2 separate regions of the Manis pentadactyla genome follow, and region 2 is linked to region 1. Evidence: chromatin contacts called from public Hi-C data. All regions are on one chromosome and are shown on one strand. Each heading gives the region's core, a stretch centred on a gene start, on an enhancer-like site or on the middle of the called end of the contact. The rest is flanking DNA. Distances are from core to core; before and after follow the strand shown. Region 1 holds the start of RPL27A (ribosomal protein L27a). Region 2 holds the start of AKIP1 (A-kinase interacting protein 1).

The links. Hi-C and Micro-C count contacts between places; a contact is called where the count stands out from the background.
Region 2: a contact with region 1 is called in a Hi-C map of skin fibroblasts, with 2.8 times the contacts expected there. The contact joins the promoter of AKIP1 here to the promoter of RPL27A in region 1. A contact is called at or near these places in 2 of 3 Hi-C or Micro-C datasets (fibroblasts and skin fibroblasts).

The regions. Positions count from the first base shown.
Region 1 is chr9:48,891,136-48,894,224 of mManPen7.hap1, reverse strand. RPL27A (ribosomal protein L27a) reads right to left here and starts at 1,660. Exons shown (of 7, transcript XM_057508206.1): 1 at 1,581-1,660; 2 at 1,028-1,230; 3 at 690-836; 4 at 486-641; 5 at 1-67. The coding sequence starts at 1,660.
Region 2 is chr9:49,063,732-49,066,820 of mManPen7.hap1, reverse strand. AKIP1 (A-kinase interacting protein 1) reads right to left here and starts at 1,547. Exons shown (of 6, transcript XM_036930976.2): 1 at 1,427-1,547; 2 at 983-1,210; 3 at 447-527. The coding sequence starts at 1,204. It overlaps DENND2B (DENN domain containing 2B), which reads left to right and starts at 2,203. Exons shown (of 22, transcript XM_036930968.2): 1 at 2,203-2,360.

The DNA.
Region 1 (3,089 bases), core at 411-2,910:
AAGTTGATCCTGTGGTGAAGCAGGCCACCAGCATTTCCCCGGCCTCCCGGGTGCTTCCGGTGCTTGCCTGTAGGAATACAAAGCTACATGGCTAACAAAGCCTTCTTTGGCCCCACATTTCTCGCAAAAGCGTTTCGCCACTTTTGTGCCTTTGCTTATGCCGTTCCCAGTCTACAACGACTTTCAGCATTGTTAATCACTAAGACTATGGCCAAACATCTCTGCAGTGTTTGACATCCCAGAACTAGGGCAGTACACCACGTCTTCAATCAATTCGATACTGTGCCCCGCTCAATTTTCATCCCCAAATGATTGAGATTCTCTAAAACTGGATCCTCGAATAGTCAGTATCCAACGGTCAAATTCAATCCGACTAGACTGCATAAGGCTCTTACTAACCCACTTCAAACCCACCTACCTCCTGGCTAGGTAAGCAGCGAGCAAGGAGAGCCCGAAACCAACCAGTTAGGGAAGGCAGCACTTACCGATTCGGCCGTGACCGTGGCTCACGTGGCCCCGAAGTTTACGGGTCTTCCTCAGTCTAGACGGCTGTGTGGAAAAAGGTGCTTGGTTATAAGGCCCAAGGCTGGCTGGGCGTGGAGAGATGCCTGTCAGTCTGCGAGGGGCCTGGAGGTCTAAGGATCAAGTGTCTGTCTCCTGGCGCAATCAGTAAAGCTGAGGTTACAAACTGGTTCGGAGCCGTGAGGCCTCGTCAGGGCGGCGCCCGAGCGCCTCGACACCGCATGTCTCAAGGGACCCGAACCCCGAGCCGAACACGCGGCCCCAGGCTCCCGCGCCCAAGCCAGACGCCTGCCCTGAGGCCACCCATGCGCGGTCTGGAATGCCGGGCTAAGGTCGGGTAAAGGGTTGGGGTGCAACGCAAGCAGAACTCGCGCAGCTTGAACAAGCAACCCTGGGGAGAAACGAAAAGAATCACCTACCATGTCGGCGGCCGAAACGAAAGAAGGAAGCCTAGACAAAGTCTCGCGAGGTACCAAACTCGGGGGGCGGAGCCAATGCTCCTCACTTCCGGCCAGGGAGGCCGCGTCTGGGTGCGGTGTCTTGCGTCTCACGCCGCTGAGGGGTCTTTCTTCTTCCTTTTCTTGTGGGTCGTCCTCGCTTTTATATGGAAGTGCGGGTGGCCCTGGCGGCTTGTGGCGCTTCTCTGTGCAGCTTGTACGTTCAGGCTCGGAGGCTGAGCGTTGTCGCGGTATCCGGGGCTTGGAGACGCTGTGATAACGCCTTGGCTCTGGAACCTCTTACGCCACCGTGTGTCAGCTCCTCACCAAACGCCCCAGCCCTGAGCGGTCCACGCTCCTCGCTCAGTTTTAGTGGCCTGCTCGGACCCGGCGGTGGCGGTAGCGGTAGCTTGCTTGTCCCCCGGTCTCAGTGAGGAGCCGCGAGGCACCCTGGTCCCCTGTGTGACCACCCGGTGTCTCGCTCTGCTCCCTTGAAGTCCTTTAAGGACTCAAATTCTTTAACGACTCAAGGGTTATTTTCTTTCATCCGTGCACTCCCAGTTCCTGGCATGTAGTACATATTCAACAAATTATTCAGTGACTGAATGCACCTGCTCTCACCTCCCTTTCTTCATCCAGTGGAAGAGACTTTCTTCCCGGTTTAAGTCTCCACCAATGTTCAAAAATCCCATTCTTTCCATTACGCGGTGTGTGGTATTTTCTCTGCTTCGTTCCCTTAAAACTAAAATATATTTTAGCTAAAATATCTTCAGTTCTCCCTGTCTTTAGCTATTACCCTTGCTCTTTCCTTTACAGCCAAGCTCCCCCAAAGAGTAGTCTTCAAATCCTGATAACTGTTTAATCCACTGTAATCTAGCTCTCAGCCCTACAACTTCTGTGAAATTGCTTTTACCCGTCAACAATACACCAAATACCAAACTGAATGAACTCTTCTCATTCCACATACTGCTTGTTCTCTCTGCTGTACTTTATCCCATTGACTTACTTTCTAGAGAAACCCTTGTCTTCCTTCTACCTCTCTGACTACTTCTTAGTCGTCTTTTCAGGTTCTTCTAACTTTGCTCACCATTTAAATGTTGATATTCTTCAGCCTCCTGTCCTTGCCCCTCTCAACTTTTCACAGTACACAATATTCTTAGGTGAATTCATCTTCAATTGCTTCAGTTCACATCTCTATTGTTGAGTTCCACGTTTGTATATTCATTTGATTTCCGGTTAGTATTCCTTGGACATTGTACAGACAAACTAGAGAAACGTATTCAAAGACTTTGGTCTTTCCTGCTCCCTGGTGCCTTCTCCTTTATTCTATATCTTGGTGAGTGGCATCACTGTCCACCTAGATAGTGTCAGCGGGGCCTGAAAATTCTCCCCAACACTTCTTTTCCTCTAATACACTGCCACCATATCCTTTTGTTCTGTATCTCTCAAATCTGCTTCCTCTTTTTAAGCCTTAGTGACACTGCCTTTATTAAGGCCCTCATTGTATCTTATCTGCAGACAACCCCCTGAGATCACCCTGCCTGGATCCTAGCCCTCCTTCAATCCCTCCATCCTTCACATCTCTGCCAGGTTAATCTTCCTAAAACATGACTTTCATCCTTTCACTTACTTCATCAAAAAGTTCAGTAGCTTCATATTACCAGCGGAATACAGCCCACCTGCCTTTCCAAACTAACTTCAGCTTCTCCACTACACAAACTTCCTACTGCAGCCAACCTGTACATGCCTTCTGCTTTTTTTCCCATGCTGGTGCCATTTCTCATGATTCCCTGATGAGATACCCCAAATCTTCCTCCACCTTAAAGGCTCATTTCTGCTTCCTCCCAGAACACTTCAGCCCACAGTGGTGACAGCCAGATACACATTGTTTACAAAATACATCTGCCTGAGAGGCCAGCACTACCAGAGAGAGAATGAGAGAATTTTATGAATGAGAGAATTGAGGCACAGAGGGTTAAGTGACTTGCAAGAGGCTACAGAGCTGCTCCATTTAAAGGCTGGGCGTACTCTTCAGTTCTCTCTCCAGATCTGCTTTTACCTCAGTGACCACTCCCTCTCTGACCTCACACAGGGAAAAAGGGGTCATACCTCATTCAGTCCTTAATCACA
Region 2 (3,089 bases), core at 298-2,797, 170 kb before region 1:
GAGGTTAAGGTCTACTGTAGGAATTTTGTTTCAATACACTTTGAAAACCAGAGTGGCTCAGTTCCAGTTTACGGTGACCCTACTGACTTTAAAAAAAATTTGGTTCAAAGTTTAAAAAAAAAAACATACCTAGTAGTTGGACTCTATTATCTTGGAATTATATAGCAAATAAGTTTTTCTTCCCCTCCACTAGTCTGAAAACAATAGTGAGGGCAGAGACTTTTGTTGGCTTGTTTACTGCTGTGTCCTCAGTAACACCTAGAGTGAGGCATTCAATAAATGTTCGTTGCATGAATTCTAACTTGGATTTATCACCTGGTTTAAATCCTTGACTGATACAATCTGCCCACAAGTAATCTCCAGATTCTCCCTAAATTCCACAAAAATCCACTTTGTGATCCATCAGCAGGTGGCACGGGGCATGGCTTTGGCTTACACCAACTTACCCCACACTGACTTGAAGTATAGTCCATGAATTCAGCCATTGTTCTGAAGGAAGCATTGAGGGTTGGGTGTCTTTCTTCTCTCTATTTGAATAAAGGGCAAGCCACAGGTGAGATCTGGTACTCCCAGCTGTAGAATGAAGGCATTTGGGGAATAGCTTGCTTTTTACTTTTGAAAGGCCTCTAAATTTAAGTCAGTAAGAAGAATCTTACTGAGAAAAATTCCACATCTAAAAAGAATACAGACACGAAATTTATGCAGAACAAAGGTCTGCTGCTGGCTTTCCTCTAACACCAGATGACAGCATGTTAAGAATTTTTTTAAAAAGTAACCAACTAGGGCTAAGGACTAGCGGTAGCCTAACGCTACCCAGTAACAATCTGTCAAATGTCAAAAGTGTTCAAAGGGCTTTTCCGTTCACTGTCCTGATACTTCACAGCTTTCGCCAAGGACCGGATCTCTCAGGTGCTTCTGTGTGGCGCGCTCAGGCCATCGCTGAATGAATGAGTGGGCTGGTTCCCCGGCGCGGTGGTCTCACCTCTCCTGGGAGAAGATGCTGGGGGCCGGCTGCCTGCCGTGTTTCTTGGTAGAGCCGCCTCCGGGAAAGGACCCTCACGCGGCCTTTGGGAAACTCCAGCGAATGCCAGTCCACGGCCCTCCTCTTGGCCCGCTCCAGCACTTCTTGACCTAGCCTAGCCGAGCGCTGCAGGGAACGTCGGTCCACCCCGTTCAGCGCCGCGGCCGCCAAACAGTTCTCCATGCCTCCCTGTGCGGGCACAGACACATAAACAAGAGTGGGTCAGCGGGCCGCCACCACCCTGCTGCAGCTCCGGGTCGGAGCCTGGACCTCCACCGCCCACGCGACCACCGCCCTGGGCTCCGCCCCCAACGCTATTTTCAGCTGGCGCCAAGTTAAGGGCGAGCCTGGGCGCGAAGACCACTTCCATTTCCGTCTCCCCACCCCTTGGTCGGGGGTTCTCACCTAGCCTGCTTCTCTAGGACCATGCGCTCAGCGCTCTGTCGGAGCAGGGGGCGGAGCCTGGAAAGCCTGGCGCCGGCGCAACGGGCCATTGGGGCGGGCGGGGCAGGCGGGGAGCTGCCGGAAGGGCCGGGAGGCGGAGCGTGCGGCCGGCAGCCGACACGCCTCCGGCGTCCGGTCTGCGGCCTCTGCTGCTAATCTCCGGAGCCCAGGGGCGGGGCGGGGCCTGCGGGCGTGCGGAGCGCGGAGCTTCACTCCGGGCACCGGAAGGTCGCTGCGCCGCGCTGTCGGAGGAACCATGGGGTCTAGCCAGGCCCCTAGCGGTCATATCCGCGGCTTAACCTGATGAATCTGGTGTAAATGTAAAGTCAGGTGGTTTTCTGCTTGGCTAGGGCATTGTGGGGGGACAAGACTCTTGCGTTCAGTCGCCGCTTTACGCCTGGCTTATATTTTGTATTGTTACTACTCAAACCTCTTTTGTTTGTGGAGATGATAGGCCAAACTGTGCGGCTGCTAAGGTGGTGTTTGGAGAAGGGAGTTTGGCCAGAGACTGGTCAGTGGGACGTGTGGCCCTCAGCCAGAAGCCACAGAGCCAGAAGAGCGCCTTAGTTAATATGTAGGGTCTCGTAATACCCTCATGGCAGCTGCTTCACGCTTCCAGTGGGTAGTAGGGATTCACACATTTTTGGAGGCTTCTTTTCTGGGAGGGTTGAACCCACCTTCCAAGAGCAGCTGGACTACGTGTAAAACAGGAATTGTGCATCATTATCTTCCACGCCACTCCACTGGCTTCTTTGACAGGAGGTTTTGCCCAAGGTCGCATTGCTAGTCTTCGACTCCACTGTACCACCCTGCGCGCAGCAAAGCATGGATGCTCAGGTGGGACCACTTTAAGGGACATAAAGCGATGGCTTGATGAGCAGTTATGAGCTACCAGGTGTTCATTAGCATACTCCTGAAACTTCCGTCTGCACTTTTGCTCATTTCCTGCGTTCCTCTCACAGAAAGAAATTGAGCGAGTCTTCATTATCCTTGGGACATTTTTCATTGTAGGAATCTAAAACGTTTTCTTCAATAAGTGTTTTTCAGGTGTCTCCCTTGTAATATAGTGATCAGGTACACGGTCTCGAATACCCAGCTGGAGAACTGAGTTTGAATTAAAGCTGTGCCATTTTTTTGCTGTGTGATTCTGGACAAATTACTGAACTTTATTGAGCCTCACCTTCCCTCTCTTCTATACTCAAGGATGCCAGTAGTACCAACCTCCCTAGACTGAACTTCTTGAGGGCAGGAACCATATGTTTTACTTACTGTGTTTAAGGTGCATCTAGTATTTTATCTGTCACAGAAGGGGCTAAAAATAGCCCTTGAGTGTGAACTGAGTTGCTATAAGAATTTTGTGAAAATTGCTGTAAAATGCTTAGCACAATGCCTTGCAAAGAATAAGTGCTCCATAGATTTAGCTAGCATTATGATGTTCCAGGCACTGTCCTAGGAGTTGTGGAGAGTAGAAAGTGTATCAGACTAGAGGAGAATAAAATAGAGGGAATCTTTTTTTAGGTAAAGACATAAAATTTGTAATACGTTATCTAAAAAATCTGTGATGCTAGGAACAAAATATTAAATTTTTTGATATGCTGTTTGCCATAAGATTGATACAGATAAA